Linked DNA regions of Danio rerio: region 2 is linked to region 1. Evidence: chromatin contacts called from public Micro-C data. All regions are on one chromosome and are shown on one strand. The core of a region is the stretch at or near the end of the contact, and the rest is flanking DNA. Distances in the headings are between cores, read along the strand shown. Region 1 holds the start of klf17 (Kruppel like factor 17). Region 2 holds the start of zgc:113531.

Region 1 (6,871 bases), core at 4,056-6,555:
TGATAGATAGCATTGAGTTTCTCCTCCTGCTGGGTGATTTGACATAATTAATATTCAGGAGACTCTAGAATAGATTGTCAATATACACACAGTGGCTGAGTGAAATACATACAAATAAATGGCAATTGAGGCCATCAGTAAACATAGTGAGTAGCACCTCAATATAACTTCTTGATTATTTTTAATTCGCAAATACTACTTGTGGGGTTAAATTGGCCCCAGGGCCATTCAGACCACCTTTGAGTCGACAGAGGTTTTTGTCCTCACCTGTACCTTGTCTTGTCTGAGACCCCGCAATGGGTCTTGGATTTTCATCATGGTCCAGTGGAAGTGAAAGGACTTGTCCTTTTGTCGTTCTTGTGGGCTAGACAAGCACAGGAAGATCGAGTGGAAGACTCTGATGGTGGTCGTGCAGTGGACACAAATATTTGCTTCTATGTCCACACAAATTTGTCTAAGTGGTTGAGTTGGTGAGGGATAGATAGGTAATTACCTGCTCTTAAACACCACAGAACAATGAAAGGGAAAGGAGCAGATCTTCTATTTTAAATGTATTTTTCTATTAGTTTAATTATTTTATATTATTTTATTATTTTAAGTATTTCCTGTTTCAATTCATTAGCTATATAAAGGACACATACACACATGTATGTGTGTGTGTGTGTGTGTATATATGTATATATATATATATGTATATATATATATATATATATATATATATATATATATATATATATATATATATATATATATATATATATAGTATGGGACAATAACCAATTTCAAGGTTTACCGTGGTTTGGAAAAGTCATGGTATTCAAACCATTCCTAAGGTAAATATTTTAAGTGTTTTTTTGTTTTTTTTTCATGTATTGTAAAGAAATGTGTGTATTTTGGAACTAATGAAGACAGCATAAGTCAATTATTTAATACAATTTTTTAGCTTGATATGTTTACTGTTCAAAAATAGTTTTTTATTTTTTATTTTTATTTTTTTTTTACTGAGACTGTTAAAAAGATCTTATTTTTGGGTAGTAATCACAATACGGTGATACTGTGAAACCATGATATTTTGCAAGGTTATAACGTTGGGATATTGGGATTTTTTTTATGTTGTTTGTTTAAGCTACTCATGTAAAATGAGCTGATACAGCACAGTTTTTGAGGTTTTTTGGGACAACTTAATTGCTTCTTGTTCAATCTACTTAGTTTTGTAGTTATCCCAATTGATTTCTGTTGGTACAGCATTAAGGAAATGTGTGGAACCCAGCAATTTATTTACAGTGAATCAAAAGAAAACATTTATGCAGATATTGGGATTGTTCTAGGGATAATTCCCACAAAAATTAAAGGTGTAAGTTTAATTAATTAATTAATTAATAGTTTGTTTGTTTGTTTGTTTGTTTGTTTGTTCGTTCGTTTGTTCGTTCGTTCGTTTGCTTGTTTGTTTGTTGGCTTGCTTGCTTGCTCGCTTGTTTGTTTGTGATATAGCTCAGGACGATTTGCCAAGGCTGTGGTTTAAAAGTAATTGTGTTGTAAATAATTTTCAGTTTCTTGTAGTTTCTTGTTGATTGACTGTCAAAAGGTTTGCATTTCAGGAATCTCCAAGCACAATGGTTTCAGCAATCTTTTTAAGATTTTTTTTAAAGTTTATTTATTTTTAAGAAAGGCAACACTTCAAAATTCATTTTTGCTTGTTCAAAGTCATTTAGAATGTGCAGAAACAACACAATTCTTGAAGTTTAATTAGGACAACTTATTTTTTTTATGATCAAACCACAAATTTTATAAAAGTTTAAAGCTAACTTATTAATTGGGACAACATGAATGAATTGTGTGGAAACCTGCATTTTTACAGTATACTACATCTTAGATGGGCTAAGAATGAGTAAATTAAAGCAATATTTCATCTTAATAATGCTTAAAAAAGTGAGTATAATCAACAGAATGTCCAAATCAAACAACCAAAAATAAATGTTAAGTTCTAGTAAATTAAAATAAATCACATATTGAATGTTATGTTTAGAGTATAAACACAATAGCATATTTAACAAGTGTTTATGGCACAAGCAGGAGATCTTTTTTTTTTTTTTGGATTGAAGCAATCGTGCGGTGTCTGACTCAACCATTAGTCACAATGCTAAATGCTGAAATTGAGAGGTATAACAAATGATGAAGGGACCCGTGTTCCCCAAAGGGCACTTCTTCTCAACAAGTCTTAAGGAGTGCTGCTACAACCTGCCTGTTTGCCTTCAATGCAGAGGTGATAAATAGATGTGTATGCATAAATTCAGGCTGCAATCTGTTGGGTCAATGTGTTTGATTGTCCAGCCTCATGTGAGAATGTGAGAAGCAAATGCAGCTCTTTTGTATCACTGCAGTCTGATTTACATATATCAGTGCAACTACATTCCTGTGAACTGAAGATGAGCATCAATGCAAAAAAAAAAAAAAAAAAAAAGTAAAATACAACATTGAATCCATTAAATATGTGCAGTAAGAGATATGGATGCATGAAAACTAGGAAGCATAAACATTTGCAACAGCATCTCATGCACATAGAGTATATACTTGACAAAGCTCACGTATCATTCACAAACCATAAGCGTGGAAGGGTGGAGACTCGGGGATTGTGTTCCTTCATAAAATCAACATTTTCCTTATCTGATCTCCTCAAAAATCCAACAAAAATCCGACAAAAAAGGCATGCATGCCTTAGACTAAATACCCATTAATCTGTTGCTTTATCTGTTAAAAAGCACAGTTTGCCTCACAACAATTATAAAATGTTTTATTTAGAAAATAAATGCAAGTTTTATTTACATAGCTTCACTTCATTATGCATTGTAAGTGGAATTGTTTTTAAATAAATCAAAATATAATCATTTATAGCTCTCTGTGTTTGTTCCTAAACATAAATGTGAACTGATCTGTTTCATCTTGTCACACAAGTGACAAATTAAATTCAATTAAAATGGTGATGTGTAAAAACCAGGGTTTAATTAGTGTCAGATGTGCTTCATGAATTTATTAAAGGTCTCTTTTCTGTATTATGTTATCAGGGAAATGCTGGAAAAACCAAGAATGAAATTAGAAGCCTATGCAAAAACAACACACACAGCCAAGGGCATAGATCCCATTTCATCTTACAATGGAACAACAAATATGATTTTTCTTTACAGTACCATAACTATACGAAGTGCATTGTGGAGTCACCCAAAAAATATTTTTTGTATATGCCAATGTTATTGTTAAGCGTTATGATAATCTTAAAAGCATGCATTAAGGGATACTGGATAAAATATATATTAATTATTTATTTATATCCCCAGGACCAGTGCATCAGCATTTTATTTTCTTGATACAAAAATTGCATATATGTGGGATATCCATTTTTATCCATGGATCAGTTAAATTGGACATTAAACGCTGGCCAAATTAGACATTTTGTAAATACGACATGTCTCCGGGAAAACGTCCTGTCTGTAAATCTGCTATCTCCTTAATTGTGTTTAGAAAACAACAAAAGAGGGAAAAACGAAACAAAACTCCAGTTTTTTAAACAAGTGCAGGCCGTTATCCAAAAAAAAAAAAAAAACTCAAACTATCTCAAACAAACCCGGTGCCTACAAATAATAATAATAATAATTTTGATGAATTAAAAACGATGAAATGTATTCGATTTAATTATCATTATTATGCTGTTTAATCATATTTGCATTTAATAAATGATGTGCACACAGAACTGAAATCATCAATTCGGTTTGCTGTCCTGGATTTCGCACGTCTGTTGCCGTCTCAGCTGTAATTATTCTTTACAATGAAAATAAATAAACTGTACTCTGCCTGTGCTGGGGAAAAGGACACCCTTTGTATTTCAGGAAATTCTCTCCATTTCCATTTCCACGTCTGTCCAGACAATGCGATTGTAGCGGATCCTGAATTACGTAGATGGGGTAAAAATAACTGGACTATATAAACTGCAAAAGAATCCGATTGTGCAAATGCTGCTGGTTTGCGCACACAGAACAGAAGCTGCGCGCGCAAAACGCTCATATAAAAATGCTTGAAATACAAGCATGTGCCTTTTAAAAGCGATAAAAAGTACTTTTGAAATGTTCATCTACATTTAGATTGTGGCGAAGATATTTAATGCCACGTCCCGGACCCGGAGGCATTTTTTGGAACTGAGTATTTTTGTTTAACGCTGGCCACCTTGTCTTTAAACATTGGCCCGAGAGCATTAGCCCGTTCATTTGCATTTTAATCAACTGAAAGAAGAGGTCTATTGACTCAGAGATCATTAACTAACATGTACCTGCATTGTTGAACATTGAGATTATCATGTTGTTTCGATGGCTCCGAGATTTTACAGCTGGTTATTCAAATGTTAATTGAGCCGGAGTTGGACGGATAAATTAATACTTATTTCAGACATATGAGATCAGGTCTATTTTAATACGAATGAAGAGGTGAAACTCACAGCAATGTAGTTGGCTTATTGAAACCACAATAGTTCTATTTGATAGGTTAGCCTGCCACATATTTGTTTTACTATTTAAAAAATAATTAGGAATGATTGTAGTTGATATTTTCTTATATATATTTTAACTGTTTGTTTTTACTTGTTTAGTTAAGTATATACTATAATTTAGCCCCTTTAAATAAATCATTCATTGTTATTACAATTTAGATTTTTTTAAATGTATTTTATAATTCACCAACATGATGTTTAAACGTCCCTCCAAAAAAAAAAAAAAAAAAAACTGCACGAAGTTTCACTGGACAGAGGGGTTTGTGGCGCCCCCTTTAGCACATGGATTTACAAATGAGAAAATAAATTTGGGAAAAACATCCAACGAATCTCATATCCATTTTTGGACTTACACATACGGAAATCTGTTGGGATGAAATAGTTTTCAGTATTATGGTTAGGCTTATAAAATAATAATTATAACCAATTAGTCTATATTGTGTGATGTTTATAGGCTTATTAACATGAAAACGCTGCAGACAAACTGATTCTTTTTGTAATTTATACTAGAGAACATCATCATAAAACTCATTTATCTTCTACAACATAAATTACTATTTGTAATTTAACGAAATAATGAGATACGCTTAATTAACGTCCAAATAATCAATTGTACTTTAACTATATTGACATGTTGTTGAAAACAGCCAGAGTAAGTATCTGATAGGCTACAACTACATCCCAAGCGTCATGAGAACACGCCCACTATGCATTCAGACCCTCCTTATAATGGGACAGGTAGACATCCAGCCAAACATATTAGAGACGCATTGTCTGCCTCGGACTGAATGAGAGTAAACACCTTCTGAGTTCCCTAACATTTGCAACATGGCTCTTGCAGATGCGATGTTGCCTTCGATAAATACCTTTTCAAACAACCACATTTTAGACGAGAAGCAGTCTGAAATAGTTCGGGTGAGTTCAACCTATTAATGTTTTAAATGTTGGATATTTCTGTACTTCAGCGTGTTTGTTTGTAGCTACTTTTTTAACTGTTAGAAAATGAGTAGTGGTTATCTGAGCAACATTGTAGCCTACGTCAACAAACTTAAGTTCGTTATACTGTGTTATCAGCTAATATATGTTTACACTTCAAGAAAGTAAAAGCTTAAAGTTTTTAGTGAAACGGGCCTAGATAAAGTTGTTTGTGGTAGGTTGTGTTGTACATTTCAAATAGAACATTTATTTTTAGAAAGTTGACACATTGGTAGTCGTACACAGGCAACTGCTAAATGTTTATTGTAGATTTTAAAACTGTCCTAATAATTAGGACTAGAATAAAAATTACTTCAACGTCTGCAGAAATAAGCAGTCTAAGTCGAAAGTTGTGTTTTCTTTTTCTCCAGGACTGGAAAGTTGATATAGCAAAAACTAACCCAAGGGCTGGAGACGTGAGACCCCTTATTGAGGTGGAGTTCAGCATTGTCGAATCTCCACCTTTGGCCAAAGACGAGGATGATCTTTCCAAGTTTTTGGATCTAGAGTTTATTCTGTCCAACACGGTCACGTCTGACAACGACAACACCTCAGCACCGCCGCCCGCCTATTCCCTCCCGGAATCACCGGAGAGCTGCAGCACCGTGTATGACAGCGATGGATGTCACCCGACCCCTAACGCCTACTGTGGCACCAACTTCAACTCACGTCCAGGACACAGTCTGGTAGCCGAACTGTTTACCCCGGACATGAATTATCAGGGCGAATATAATCTGAAAGGACATTTAGACAGATTGGAGTACACTGAACTGAGAGCTCTAAACACACGAAACCAACAACACCTGACCAACTCGAATAACGCGGGATATAAAATTAAAACCGAGAACCAAGAGCAATCCTGTATGATGGTAAACGACTACATGGGTCATTATTACGCACAAGAACCCCAGCGCGTAATGCAGCATCAAACGTACGGGCATCACGTGCAGCAAGATGTGCCTCGGGACATTTTAGGAAGGAAAGACTGCATCCTGACAGAGATGAACACTCAGCATCACATTGACATCTCGCATCAACAGCAGTTTATAAACAATGCGCATTTTCCACCTCAGTACGCCCAGCATCAACAGTACCACGGACATTTTAATATGTTTAGCGAACCACTGCGGGCAAATCACCCGGCCATGCCAGGTGTGATGCTGACTCCACCATCCTCACCTCTCCTGGGATTTTTAAGCCCAGAAGACAGCAAGCCAAAACGAGGGCGACGCTCTTGGGCGCGCAAAAGGACCGCGACGCACAGTTGTGAATTCCCTGGATGCGGGAAAACGTACACGAAAAGCTCCCATTTGAAAGCGCACATGCGGACGCACACAGGTATGTGGTGAAGGTTTAAATTCG
Region 2 (6,699 bases), core at 4,005-6,504, 130 kb after region 1:
CTCTTTTTACCTCAGTTTAGCATCTCATCTGAAGGTTGGTGCTTACTGACAGTATATAGAGGCCCCATCCTTTTACAGGCGCATTAGGACCAGTACAGACCGCAGGATGAGCACCCTCTGCTGGTCTCACTAACACCTCTGCCAGAAGCAACACGTGGTCTCTCATCCAGATTCTAACCAGGCTCAGCCCTGCTTAGTTTCAGTGGGCAACCATGTGAAAGCTACAGAGAGCTAACTACAAGCTTAGCATTTACAGCAGATGATTCTATTCAAAGTATCTCACAAGCAAGTGTCAGTATAACATATTGTGCTATCTGTATGGCTTGATGTCTGTCAATGTAAAAGTGGTGCATATCGGTAACATTACAATGCTGTAACTTCCTCACCTGCCCTGTCTGGCTGCTTTCTCCCTCAGAGTGAGCAGCAACAATTGAATCTCTGCTTTTAGCAACTCTTTAAGAGCTGGAGGGTCAGCCAGAGGAAACACAGGGGCTTCTGGCCTGCTGCCCCGCTCTGAGAAATGCAGCTCCTGCCAAATCTTCTCCCACATCTCCACCTAGAACAGGTCAACAGAGGAAAGCGTTACACAGTGCTTTTTGGCTCAGCTTTCCAAATACATGTCACAAGCTGCACTACATCTTGAGAAATACAGCCATATGGTTAACATCCCATGATCACAAGTGTCTCAAATTTATGTTAGATAACTGCAAGTGTGTGTTAAAACATGAAAGTTTTAGAGGATATCAGAAAAGAAAAATCCATGTGTTATTCTCATGTGAGGTGAAAAGCTGGAGAGGGAAATGAAAGCTTGTCACGGCACTGGCAAACAATGTCTGCACTCTATTACCAATCTCCACACCTGTCTTGAGACTTTCAAGTTTCCCTCGGACTCTGAAAATACACTTCAAAGCTTGTCTAAGGCAATGCAAGACAGAGTAAAACCAGCTCCTGGAGAATTCTGATCCTGCTGTGCCTGCATGAAACCAACTTCAATCCTAAATAACTCGGTAGAATACAGGCCAGCTTCTTCTTATTCACTTCCACTGCGGCTTGTGCAGAACCAGGGGTTTATGATGCGCATAGACATTTCTGTGAGGATGCAGGATTAAATCAGTAGGTGAGCTAAATATTACTTCTAATACAAGTATTTTCTTGTACACTGCATCTTGTATATTTTTTTACTGAACACATGTTATAAGAGACAGGCTCAAAAGCAAATGAGAGATAGGAAGAGAGGACAAGTTGTTGAGAAATGAATCTCAGTATTTTAAAGTTTATTAAAAAACTCGGCTGGGCAAAAAAGCAAATAAAAAAGTCCAAAAATGTTAAAAATGTTCACTATTTATTTTACTGACGCTAAGGTGGAAAAGAAAACTAAAAGCAAATGTTGTCATATACTGTAGTTACTATTCTGATGAGAATCTTTAAAAATTTTAATGTAAAATGTTATCGTAAATTCATTATAGATATATATGTATTAGATATCTGACCTTAAATGTTTACAAAATTAAATTAAATTTTATCATTATTTTATTTCATTTTTTCATAACTATCACTAATCATTTTAACTCTAAAATGACGTTACCTTAAAAAAACCCATAAATACCTAGCAAATAATTAATTAATAATTTGCTAATTATTAATAATTATTAGCAAATCTAAAATTAAATATCATTTTAACTGTACATTATAACACTGTGATGCTTTAATGTTTATAGTTACATTTAAAATAATTTTATTTATGTATTTTGTATTTTTTATTTATTCATAAATATATCTTAGTAGTTAAATGTTTTATTATCTGTCTCACAGATCTTTGCCTTTTACAAATAAATAGTTCCAAACTTCGCATCTCTTGCATGTTTAATAATAATAATAATTAAAAAAATATTTTAATTGGACTATTAAAATGCCAAAGTGTTTTCTTTGCTTAACGGGATAATTGGTTCTAGAATATATTTTTGTTTAATGGGAAAAATGAATTTAACTATGAATATCACATTCGAGCTATTACTATGCCAAAAATTCACTAAAGTCTTAATCCAGTGTGAACATCAGCAGAGGGGTTTTAACAGAATGGTTATAAATCTGATGTAGGAGGAATCACATACATCTTTCACAGACAAGTTTCCACCCCCTATTTCCATATTCACATGGCTGTTTGCGCAAATGGTGAGAGGAAGTTTGTGAAAGCCAATTTGTCTTTCAAAAAGTAATCTCTGAAACGGTCCCTATATCTTTTCAAGTAAGGAGGGATTCCTGGGACTATGCTCAATGAGATAATGCACTCCTGGGAGATGTAATTCAAAACTGGTTTAATGTTACAAGTCAGGGGTGCACTACAACACCTGATCATGGATACATTCAATTCAGTGCTTAAAAAAGCACATACTGTATGTATTTCTAAATGTACATCTCTCTCTCTCTCTTTATCCCTCTCTCTCTCAATTATTTTTTATTGTTATAGGGATGTTTGAAAGACTTTCATTTTCTCATAATCCATGCCAAATCTAATCTATCTTTAAAAAAATATTGCATCTACAAACTGAAGGGATGTTTCAACTTGACAATAAAAAAAGAAACATTTGTAGTCAGTACTCCTTTTTTATTATAGACCTATAATTTACTTTCAGTGCTCACAGTCTGTTCAGTCTTGTTAGTCAGTCGTTCTGATGCATAAATATTACTTATTTATTTACCTCTGAATATAACTCTGTGTAAGTATCAATCAGTGCATCTCCAAGCACAGCTCTGATCTCAGGAAGTTCAGAGCAGGGCACATTTTCCTTTACTAAATTCCACACAGACTGTTGGTGCTGGAAATTGTCCATGAAGCCGCTATTTTCAGAGCCGAGCACAAAAACTCATCACTGTCGAGCAGCAGATTTGTCCACAACTGGAGGGAAAATAGCTGGAAATAAATAAAGAGATCATTGAGCTAAATGCAACTCATGCTTTTAAAACGCGACACGTTGTACAAAGCGAAAGAGCATGATAAACAAACACAATACTGAAACAATTTGATACAAAACAAAAAAATACATAACATTCAGTTATAAAAGCTTTAAAGCTTTACATAACAAAGAAGAATATCTGAAACACACTCGAGCATGAATATATGTTACTCTGGTTATAAAAGAAGAGGTTTTCCTACCAGCGGACACAGAACAATCGTAGCTTCCTGTATCAGTGTAAACATTCCAGTTCCTATGGCGACAAGCTCGCAGTGTCATATGGTTGGCTTAGAGATCGTCTTTAACCCGTTCAGACCTGGTGTACATTACAAATGACTTCACCGTTTCCAGTTGTTATTGAATCCTAAAAATATCTTATTTTGTTGTTGGGAGTTTCACGCTAGGATGCAAGGATCTTGCAGGTTGTTCATACTATTATATGTAATACGTTTTCTGTATTTAGAAATTAGTGTAAGAAAATTTCATGTTGTTGATATTTCATCGTTGATATTACATTGTGTATACAGTATATAATATATATATATATATATATATATATATATATATATATATATATATATATATATATATATATATATATATATATATATATATACACACACACACACACACACACACACACAGACACACAATTTACATGTTACTGTAGGTTAAATCACAAAATGATTTGATTTTAATTTCAGGCTAACTGTAGATACAAACACCTATTTTATGTGAAAACAAAGTCTTGTGAATAGACTAAAAAATAAAATTGGATAATTGAAAACCTATACATACCTAATTATTGAGAATTAGTATTTTGTTCACATTGCTATGATTCAGAATCTTCCATACCAATCAGTTTTCATTGATCAGTCGGTAGACATTCAAAAAAGGGCTTCCAAATTTTTGAAAATTTCTTTGGTTTACCTGTAATCTCATATCTAATCTTTTCCATGTGTAGTACATTACAAAACTCTGTGAGCCATGTCTCAAATTTAGGTGTACACTCTTTGTTCCACGTCAATAATATTAACTTTTTTTGCCATAGTCATTCCATATTGAACTGTCTGGATTTGATCCAAGCTAAAGTTTTGAAAGGGAGGAGCCCAGCCTAATATTGCAATAAGAGGGTCAGGTGGAAAATCAATCCTTAGTACTTCAGAGTAAAAAGAGAACACCTCCATCCGAAATTTTGATATTTTTGGGCAGAACCAAAATATGTGTGCCAGTGTACCTTCATTGGACTTGCATTTAATACAAAGAGGCGATACAGAGGGGTATATTGAGTGTAATTTAGTGCGGGAATAGTGTAGTCTAGGACTACCTAGAATATTATTTTGGGATAGAATTAACTAAAAGATCTTACATTTTCAACATGGTTAAAAAATAAACCATGGTTTTATTGTAGTATTTTGTGTGTTGAGCATCTGTTTGTTACAACATGGTTAAAGCAGCTAAACTATGTTTATATATTTTGGTTATGTTATATTGCCAAAAACATGTTTTTTGAAGTTACAGTGCTCAGCATATACAAGCAAATGTACCCCTTACAAATGTATCGTTTAAATTATTATTTTTAATAGGAAGCTATACAATATTACATTGGTGCATACAGTATACTTTAGATTAGTCAGTACAGAAGCCAAATCTTGAGCTTATCTAAGGTAATAATAACTGTCCAAAACGGTCCAAAAACTAGTACACACAAATTTATATGATTTATAAAAACATTAGATACAAATTTAAAAGGAGGAAAAATCAAGAGAAATAAACAAATATAAATAAATATATATATATATATATATATATATATATATATATATATATATATATATATATATATATATATATATATAAAGAAAATTTTAGTTGAAATCTTGTTGGTTGCATTTCTTTTGCAATATTTTGCTTAAATTTAATTTTCAATTTCTTTTCAATTATCTTTCAATGATTGGCGACTAAAATACTATTTTGATAAATATATCTGTTTAATAAATCTGTTTAGTTTAAACGCACCAAAATACATTGCCTAGATTCACTGTAGCTGCTAAATTCGCAATGTAATTCACAATGGGATGTACTCAATTATGCTGAGCACTGAAATTGTTAGTTGTTAATTGGATAAACATATCAAAAAAACATTTTTAAAGTTTATTTTAATTTTATTTATTTGCTAAGTAAACAGCACATTCTAAACTCTCAATAGATACAGAAAGCTGCAATAACAGCGAATGCCCCATAAAAGCCAATCAATATTCAGGTATTCGGCTGTCACGTGTAAATTGAAACATAACCCAGGAGGCGTAAAACTTTCCCTGTGCGCAACAGCCTCCAAGCGCGAGCGCACACACATATCATAATGACATGCATTCTGTACTTTATGTAGATTAGATAACGTTGCAATCGCAATTTAGTGAAAATAGCATACTAATCAATATTTATAGTGCATTTGCAAGTTTTGCTTTGAGACAAAGTATTTTGATGATGGGCATGGCTTTTCTCTGTGGTTCCCCTGTGACTTTTCGTGTCTGGCTGACTTTGCTGATCTCCGGCTATCCTGCTCTGGCTTTTTCGGTCGCTGGACAGCAAGAGACGACCTGCGAGGCGAACGGTAGCGTCTATTATGTGGGCGAATGGTACTTTCTAGACTCGGATCCATGTACTCAATGCGAATGTACGGCTGACGGGTCTGCCTGCGCGCGGACTGAGTGCACATCCCTGCCTACCGCCTGCATCCATGTCAGCCATTACCCGACAGACTGCTGTCCGAGATGCGAGAAGATCGGCTGCGAGTACGGGGGAGAAGTGTATGAACTCGGACAACATTTTCAGGTAAAGTTTAATGCGTCAGGCAACATAGAAAAGCGAAGCTGCTTCACGCTAAATTGTTAAGTTAATCGTAGTTTGCACTGCAGTTAGCACAATTCTAGTGTCGTTTTAATGCCTTCAAAAAATAAATAATGTTTATGCCTGTAATTTAATGTTGGTGTGCAATTTAATTTGCCGTGGCGTGTGGAAAAAAATCCCTTTTTTTAAAGTTTGTTGCCATTGTTGCCTGCTAAATGCCCCAAAGCTTTGGTCCATAAAGAAAAATTCAACATATTTAGCGCCATCACGTGGTTGATCAAATTAATCATGTCTTCATTGGTGGAGATGTTTGTTCATCAATCGTTCTGACAGGTTCCTCTAGCTTACATCAGTAGGTGGCGACGGCGTAATTGTGTATTAAATCGTTTACTGAACACAGAATCGACTCCATTAAAATCAATATTGTTAACACGAGTCTGTTAAATAAATCTGTATGAATACACATTTGTTGCCAGAGACCACTGTTGTTTATTTTCTTGTTTAGTGAAAGAGCATGCATGTACTGTAAATAGGTCCAGCTTAGGGTTAACTAACTATGAAACGATTCTTAACAGTATGCTGGGAAAAACTTGGCTATTTACTGGTATTTTTAGTGACCAAAGTCTTCATGTTTTCCTTGCTTTTTTCAAATGGTTATATTTTAATATTTCTATACATTTGAATAAACAAACTTATTTTTAATGGATTACAAAATGTTAAAGACCTTAATATTTGATATTTTACTTAATTATGTATTTTTCCATCATGCCTTATGTAGTTTTTTATGCTATATTAAACATTCATTTTGATTACTGTTTATAAAAGCCCTAAAATATTTGTTTGTAATTATGCAATATTACATTGTTTACAATAGCTTTAATATTATAATTATGTG

What was found. A called contact is a pair of places that touch in the nucleus more often than the background predicts.
Region 2: a Micro-C map of caudal fin shows a contact between it and region 1, with 6 times the contacts expected there. The contact joins the promoter of zgc:113531 here to the promoter of klf17 in region 1. A contact is called at or near these places in 2 of 18 Hi-C or Micro-C datasets (caudal fin and an unstated tissue) and 1 of 4 datasets of contacts at active chromatin or transcription factors (embryo).

The regions. Positions count from the first base shown.
Region 1 is chr2:36,293,166-36,300,036 of GRCz12tu, forward strand. klf17 (Kruppel like factor 17) reads left to right here and starts at 5,306. Exons shown (of 3, transcript NM_131723.1): 1 at 5,306-5,449; 2 at 5,881-6,847. The coding sequence starts at 5,363.
Region 2 is chr2:36,424,419-36,431,117 of GRCz12tu, forward strand. zgc:113531 reads left to right here and starts at 5,255. Exons shown (of 3, transcript NM_001013486.2): 1 at 5,255-5,789. The coding sequence starts at 5,442. It overlaps ccdc24 (coiled-coil domain containing 24), which reads right to left and starts at 2,911. Exons shown (of 8, transcript NM_001326378.1): 1 at 2,700-2,911; 2 at 387-556. The coding sequence starts at 2,831.